Linked DNA regions of Pan troglodytes: region 2 is linked to region 1. A link is a contact called in public HiChIP or PLAC-seq data. All regions are on one chromosome and are shown on one strand. Each heading gives the region's core, a stretch centred on a gene start, on an enhancer-like site or on the middle of the called end of the contact. The rest is flanking DNA. Distances are from core to core; before and after follow the strand shown.

The links. HiChIP or PLAC-seq counts read pairs in DNA pulled down with a chosen protein or histone mark.
Region 2: a contact with region 1 is called in an H3K4me3 HiChIP or PLAC-seq map of stem cell-derived excitatory neurons, with 4 times the contacts expected there. The contact joins the promoter of PPP1R9A here to the promoter of PEG10 in region 1. A contact is called at or near these places in 1 of 7 Hi-C or Micro-C datasets (stem cell-derived neural progenitor cells) and 1 of 1 datasets of contacts at active chromatin or transcription factors (stem cell-derived excitatory neurons).

Annotation. Positions count from the first base shown.
Region 1 is chr6:104,032,057-104,035,043 of NHGRI_mPanTro3-v2.0_pri, reverse strand. It overlaps PEG10 (paternally expressed 10), which reads right to left and starts at 1,451. Exons shown (of 2, transcript NM_001302445.1): 1 at 1,188-1,451. The coding sequence starts at 1,192. SGCE (sarcoglycan epsilon) reads left to right here and starts at 1,507. Exons shown (of 12, transcript XM_009453639.2): 1 at 1,507-1,790. The coding sequence starts at 1,682.
Region 2 is chr6:104,289,479-104,292,465 of NHGRI_mPanTro3-v2.0_pri, reverse strand. It overlaps PPP1R9A (protein phosphatase 1 regulatory subunit 9A), which reads right to left and starts at 1,505. Exons shown (of 17, transcript XM_063815457.1): 1 at 1,397-1,505.

The sequences.
Region 1 (2,987 bases), core at 202-2,701:
CCCTCCCAAACCCCTCCCACCAGCCACCAAAGCCAGATTCATTTCATGCAGCAAGAGCAATCCACAGATCCAATTCCCCCGCCATACTCAGCAAACCCACAGTTTCCACAAACTGTTGCTGGACGCTGATTCGCGCCACCACAACTACACCGCCACTTCAATCAAGCACAAGTAGGCAGGCAGCCTGCTCTGCCATCACCAAAAGATTCCCATTTCCACTCCAATCAGTGCCCCTCCACTCCACTGCTATAGCGGGAATGGTGTGGGTAGAATGTTAAACACTAATTTTTGCCCGGGGCTCCATTTTGTCTACCAGCACCATCATGCAGAGAACCGTCCTGCAGAAAAATAGAGTGGGAGCCATTCCAAAAGGTGAAAGGGTGGGGTCCTGCTCCAAGAAAACAGAGGAATTGTACTCCGCAGCTCATGTCCCACTACGGCTGCTTTATTTGTAGCGCAAACAGTCTGCAGCTCCTGTACCTCTGCAGCTCTTACCACTTTGTAGTGCATCTTAGGTGTGAATTGTTCCGCAGCTCATGTACCTCTGCAGTTCATGTGCCTCGCAGCGCAATGAAGCGCTGTTGTCGGGCTGGCTAATCGCATCGTTTTTGTAGCGTTTTTTGTAGTGCTACTCTTCTGCAGCTCAGATTTTGCAGCGCGTGTAAAGCGCAATTCAGTTTTCTGTCTGCAGCTCCTATATCGCTGCTCCTCGTTCTGGATTGTAGCGCCACTGAAGCGCCCATCCGTCAGTTTGTGGCACATAAAGCGCCCATCAGTTTATAGCGCAATTAAGCGCCAGTTGTAGCACCCATCAGTTTGTCGCCCGCGTGAAGCGTGCTTGTAGCGCATCTGAAGCGCCAGTTTGTAGCGCATTTGAAGCGCTTATCTGTTTGTAAAGCATGGCACTTGGTAGCGCATTTGAAGAGCAAATTGCAAATCGATCTGTAGCTCCTGACCGTCTGCAGCTCATCACTGTCCGCAGCTCATCTCTGTCTACAGCCCGTATCTGGACTTGGTCCTGGAAACCCAAGCCTTTAAGGCTTGGTTTCCCCATTTGTTTTGGGGTACAGCCAGTGAAGGCGTGACAAGTTTTGCGTGGAGACATTCTGGGGTGCTACTCCATCTCCCGCAGCTCCCGATAAGCACGGGGAATGAACGTGATCTTTAAAAAAAAAAAACGTCCTCACCGCATACTCACCACGCGAGGACTCCTCTGCGAAGACAGGAAGGATGGGGTCCCACACCTGAGCCAGGCGCGGTCTCCACTGGGTGCTCCGCAGCCCGGAGTGGCTCCGGACGACAGCCCGCTCAGCGGACCTTTCGCCAGGCTCGGTGGACCTTCTCCGCTGTTCTCCTCAGGGCGCAGTCAGGTTTCTTCGACACACACCAACCGAAGTTGAAGCGCGTGTACCAGGAGCTCAGACTGTGAGCCTTATATAGGTTGCACCGAGGAGGGGGGCGCCAAATCCCAGCGTGCTCCGCGGGCTAGGGGGTGGAGGGGGGTGCGGGGGATGGGGGATGGGGGTGGGGGCGGTGGCCACGCTGCAGTGGCCCGCCGCTAGAGGGAGTACGGGATTACCGAGGGGGTGCGGGATGCTGATGCTGAACTGGCCAAGCTGGGAGGGAAGAAGAAAGGGAGGGGAGGGGAGAATCGAGGACGGACGGCCTAGCCAGGCCAAGAATGCAATTGCCCCGGTGGTGGGAGCTGGGAGACCCCTGTGCTTGGACGGGACAGGGTCGGGGGACACGCAGGATGAGCCCCGCGACCACTGGCACATTCTTGCTGACAGGTTAGTGGCCTGCGCGCGACGTGGAGGTCCGGGGCCAACAGGCCGCCGCCTCCCCCTCCCCCGCTCGGGTTCCGGGCGCCTGAGCGCGCCCTTTGGGTACCAGCCTCTCTTTCTGTCCCGGACCCCACCGTACCCCTCCTTCAGTACACCTTGTACCCCATTTCCCCGGCCCAGCTTCTCTCTCCCCAGGCTTGACCCCTGGCCTTTTTTTTTTTTTCCTCTCCGCGCCCCCGCGGGCCCCTCCCTGCTCTGCGGGCGCAGAAATTCCATCTCCAATTCCTGTTCCCAACATCCCCCTCCCCGCCCAGCCCCAGGGTAGTCCTCTCCCGATCCCTGTAGCAAAGAGCTGGGGGTCGTTGCCTGTTTTTCTGGGGGGCCCGTTTCCCCGCGATTGGGCTCTGCGACCTCGATGCGAGCCAAAGGAAATGGGTGTCAAGCTGCGTCCCCGCTACACAAACACATCTTTTTTCCTTTTCTTGATCGTGGTAGAGAACACAAAAATATGACATTTAAAACACCGAATTTCCCCCTCTTGCTAAGTGCATTTCTCGGTGGCGGAAATCTCGGTTTTCTTCGGTTTTACGGAGCAGGGACGCGGAATCATGAAATGCTGGGAGCTAAACAGGGCATTCAGGTCAGGGTTAACCCCGGCTGGAGGCCAGAGATGCTGCCGTACCGAGTGCGCTATTTCCAGAAACCAAAACCAATTTAAAACAGCTGTGGATGCTTCCAGTGTGTTTGGCGGGCTTTGAAGGCTCCCAGCTACGGACTTTTGGTGGCGATTACGAGGTTTACACAGAGACCTTGCTTCCCTTGCAACGTTACATTTTCCTAAATCTTGTAGGGTGAATGAATGCGTTTAGTCACGGCAACCGCACGTTTAATCCTTTCCAGCGGGTTGCCGAGATTCGGCCACAAATATTTGCGTGCATTTGTACTATGAACATATATATTTTATGTCAGGGAAAATTGCAGTGGCTGATAAGACGCTAAAATTCTGATGAGGAAGGATGCTAAATAAAACCTTAACGCGGATTCCCATCTAAGCGCCTCAGTGTTAGGCGCTTGGGAAACTGACAATCTGTTGATGATCTTAGTAAAACAAGTTTAAGTTAAAAGGGAAAACCAAATTGTCTACAGCTGAGTTAGGTTTCTGAAACACAGATGAAACGCTTTCATATTTGAAGAGCAAAATTG
Region 2 (2,987 bases), core at 256-2,755, 260 kb before region 1:
CGCAACGCAATGCATGCTTGCTGGTCTCTTTAAGCCCACAGCAGGATTTTATATCAATAAGCCAGCAATCAAATACTTCAAGATATGCTGAGGAGCAGACAATGCAGGCAGTTCTAAAGATTTTTCATTTTATTTTTGTTTTGTTTTGATATTAGACCGAGCCACATCACCCTCACGCACAATCAGCTGAGGAGGCACACACTTTCACTTAAACCGTCTCCAAACTCGGCTCCTGGCCCAGCACGCATGCATGGCCCATGCAGACAAACAAGAAAGGCTTTGGAGTGTGGTGCCTGTTTTTTTCTTTTTTTGTAAAGCATCGACAATCTCCTTTTACCCTGACCATTCTTTTTAAAGCCACAAACACCCTCCCCTCTCCCCTACACACACACCCCATTCCCTCCCCCGCCAATTCCAACCCAAGGAGGCGGGGGCGGGGGAGATGGGGCCGCCGGGGGATTCAAAACCTGCCCTCACAAAAGACAAACATAAATAACACCAACTTGAGAGGCAGCCGATTCCCAAGCCCGGTTCGGGACGCAATCCCTCGGCCCTGGGGCAGGACCGGGAGAGCAGGTGACGCCAAGCGCTATGGTAGGAGGTCGCAGTCTAGCTTTGTGCCAAGAAGCACCTGAAGTCCTAACACATTGGCTGCGGCTCCCGGCGGCTGCCAGGCGGATCCCACTGTGACACGGAGAGAGACGAGCTCCCTGGCCACATTTAAAAAAATAGAAAAGAAAAAAATTACAGGGTAATGAAAATAAATCCCTTTGTTTTTCCTCCCAATGTGCCAGGAAACAATAGATCCCACTGATAATGCCTCCGATCTTCAACCTATTGCTCCTCCACCACAACCCACCCCCACCCCCAGCCTGCAACTCAGCCTTTGTACAAGCCGATTTTTTTCCTCCTCTCCACCCTCCCCAACTCCTCGCCCCGCGCTCAGCCTCCCCCTTACCCGAGCGGGAGCGCCGCGGGCGGGGAGGGTCGGGCCGCCGCGGCTCCCACCCCCTCCTCGCAGGCGCCCCCAGCCCCACGGTGGACGCGGCGGCTCGGCTCGGCGCCGGCCCGCTGGGTACACCGCAACCCGCTCCTCACGGCGCAGCGCGTAGGGCGGCTGCGGCGGCCGCTTCCACTCGCGCGTCGGCCCCCAGGCGCTCCCTGCCCGCGGCGGGCGGCCCCGGGAGGCGCGCTGCGCTCCCCAACGCCATTGCGGGCGGGCGGCGGCCCGAGCAGCGACGCGCCCGCACGCTCGGGCCGGCCTGGGGCCAGGGGTGCCGGCCGGGGAAGGGGTTTGGCCCACGTGCGGTCGCCACGCCGGGCCGTTTCGGCGGCCGCGGTGTAATGGAGGAGAGGCCGCGGGGGTGAGGAAGGCCAGGGGTAACAGGTGCCTCACCTCGGCTGATGGGATTAACTCTAGGGCCGCAGAGAAAGGGAGCCCGGCAGCAAAATCCCGGGAGAGGGAGAGAGAGGGAGCCTCTGGCGGCCAAGGAAGGGCGAAAAGCACCGGCCCGAGGCGAGGCCGCCCCACCCCCTCGGCCGTGGGCGAGGGGCCTCTCCGGCCTGGGGCAAGGCCCCTTCCTGTTCGAGTGTTGGCTCCGGAACTTGGTTCTGGGGCTGACCGCTGCTGGGGCCCCACTTAGTCTGAGTCTGCAGTTAACTCCGTGACCCCAAGGCATCCAAGTCCCAGGCCACTCTGCTGGCCTGGAAGGCCAAGACGTAGGCCCAAGTCTGGTGTGGCCTTCACCTAAGCCACTGCGCCTGGCCTACTACTCACCTTGACCTTAAGATCTCACTGCCAAAGAGAAAGGGATGAGGAGGTCTTCTACCTTTCCTGTCTAGGGAGAGTTTTTCAGCTCACCCCCCCCCCACCCCCACCCCGCCCTTTTCTAAAGGCTCAGTACTCCCTCTTACACCCCCAAGTACCGGAAGTGTTACCACCTTCCTGCAAAATATAAAACTGATCATGACTGTCAATACAGATGTTTAAACCAATCCTTCCAAAAAGCCTAGGGAGCAGGAACTCTTAAAAAATAATTTTTCAAGAAGGTAAAAACATGACAATGGTAGAAATATAAAATGAACATTGGTCAAAATTTTTATAACTCTTTTAATTAGGAAGGGAACCCCAGCAAGATACTGCAACCCATTCACGTGAGACTGTGAAGAATAGACATAGAGGCAAGAAGAGGCAAAGCTGCTTACTATTCTATAGAGCACTGAAATGTAATGTTTATTATTATCTGCTTTACAGGGCGGTAACCAGTTGTATCTGTAAAGTAACAAATTTGCATTCTGTAGATAAAACTCATTTACATTACCAAACGTTTCTACAGCTTACTGAGTAGTAAAATAGCCTAGTGAAAGTCAGTCTAAGTAAGGTGCAGACGACTGTAAATTTCACAACACTCCGGAGTCCTGTAGATAACATCCAGCATTCCATTGAAAGGACAAACAGTAATCTTTTGCTCATTTCAAAGTCTTTCACAAGTTTTCCCAACATAACTATTTTTAGCCCCATTTCACTGATGGAAAAACTAAGGTTTAGGTTTTGTAACTTACCCGCTTCTTTATTGGCTATTAATAGTAAATGATTATGGCTGAATATGAACCCAGGCAAGTCAGTACACAGATTCTATATACTCTGGGAGCAAAATCTTTTCATTTCAGAAGGATTTTGTAACTACTCAATACTCAGTTCTATGTATTTTTTAATTTTAAGCAGCAAGGGCTTTTTTTTCCTTTAAGCATCACCAAATTCTGGGTCCTTTCCCAAGAAATTGGCATTCTCTGTCTACGAAGTGGATGTCACTTCTATAAGCATAAACAGATGTAACAGGCAATGTGAGGGGGCTGTGGTTCCAGGCTCCACTTTTGGAAAGAACATTTGTGCTGTCTGGGATAATCTAGTGGAAAAGTTCCTGTCATTTATTTGCAGTATGGAAACCAGGTTTTTTAGGCGAATAACCTAAATAAATGCAGAATCT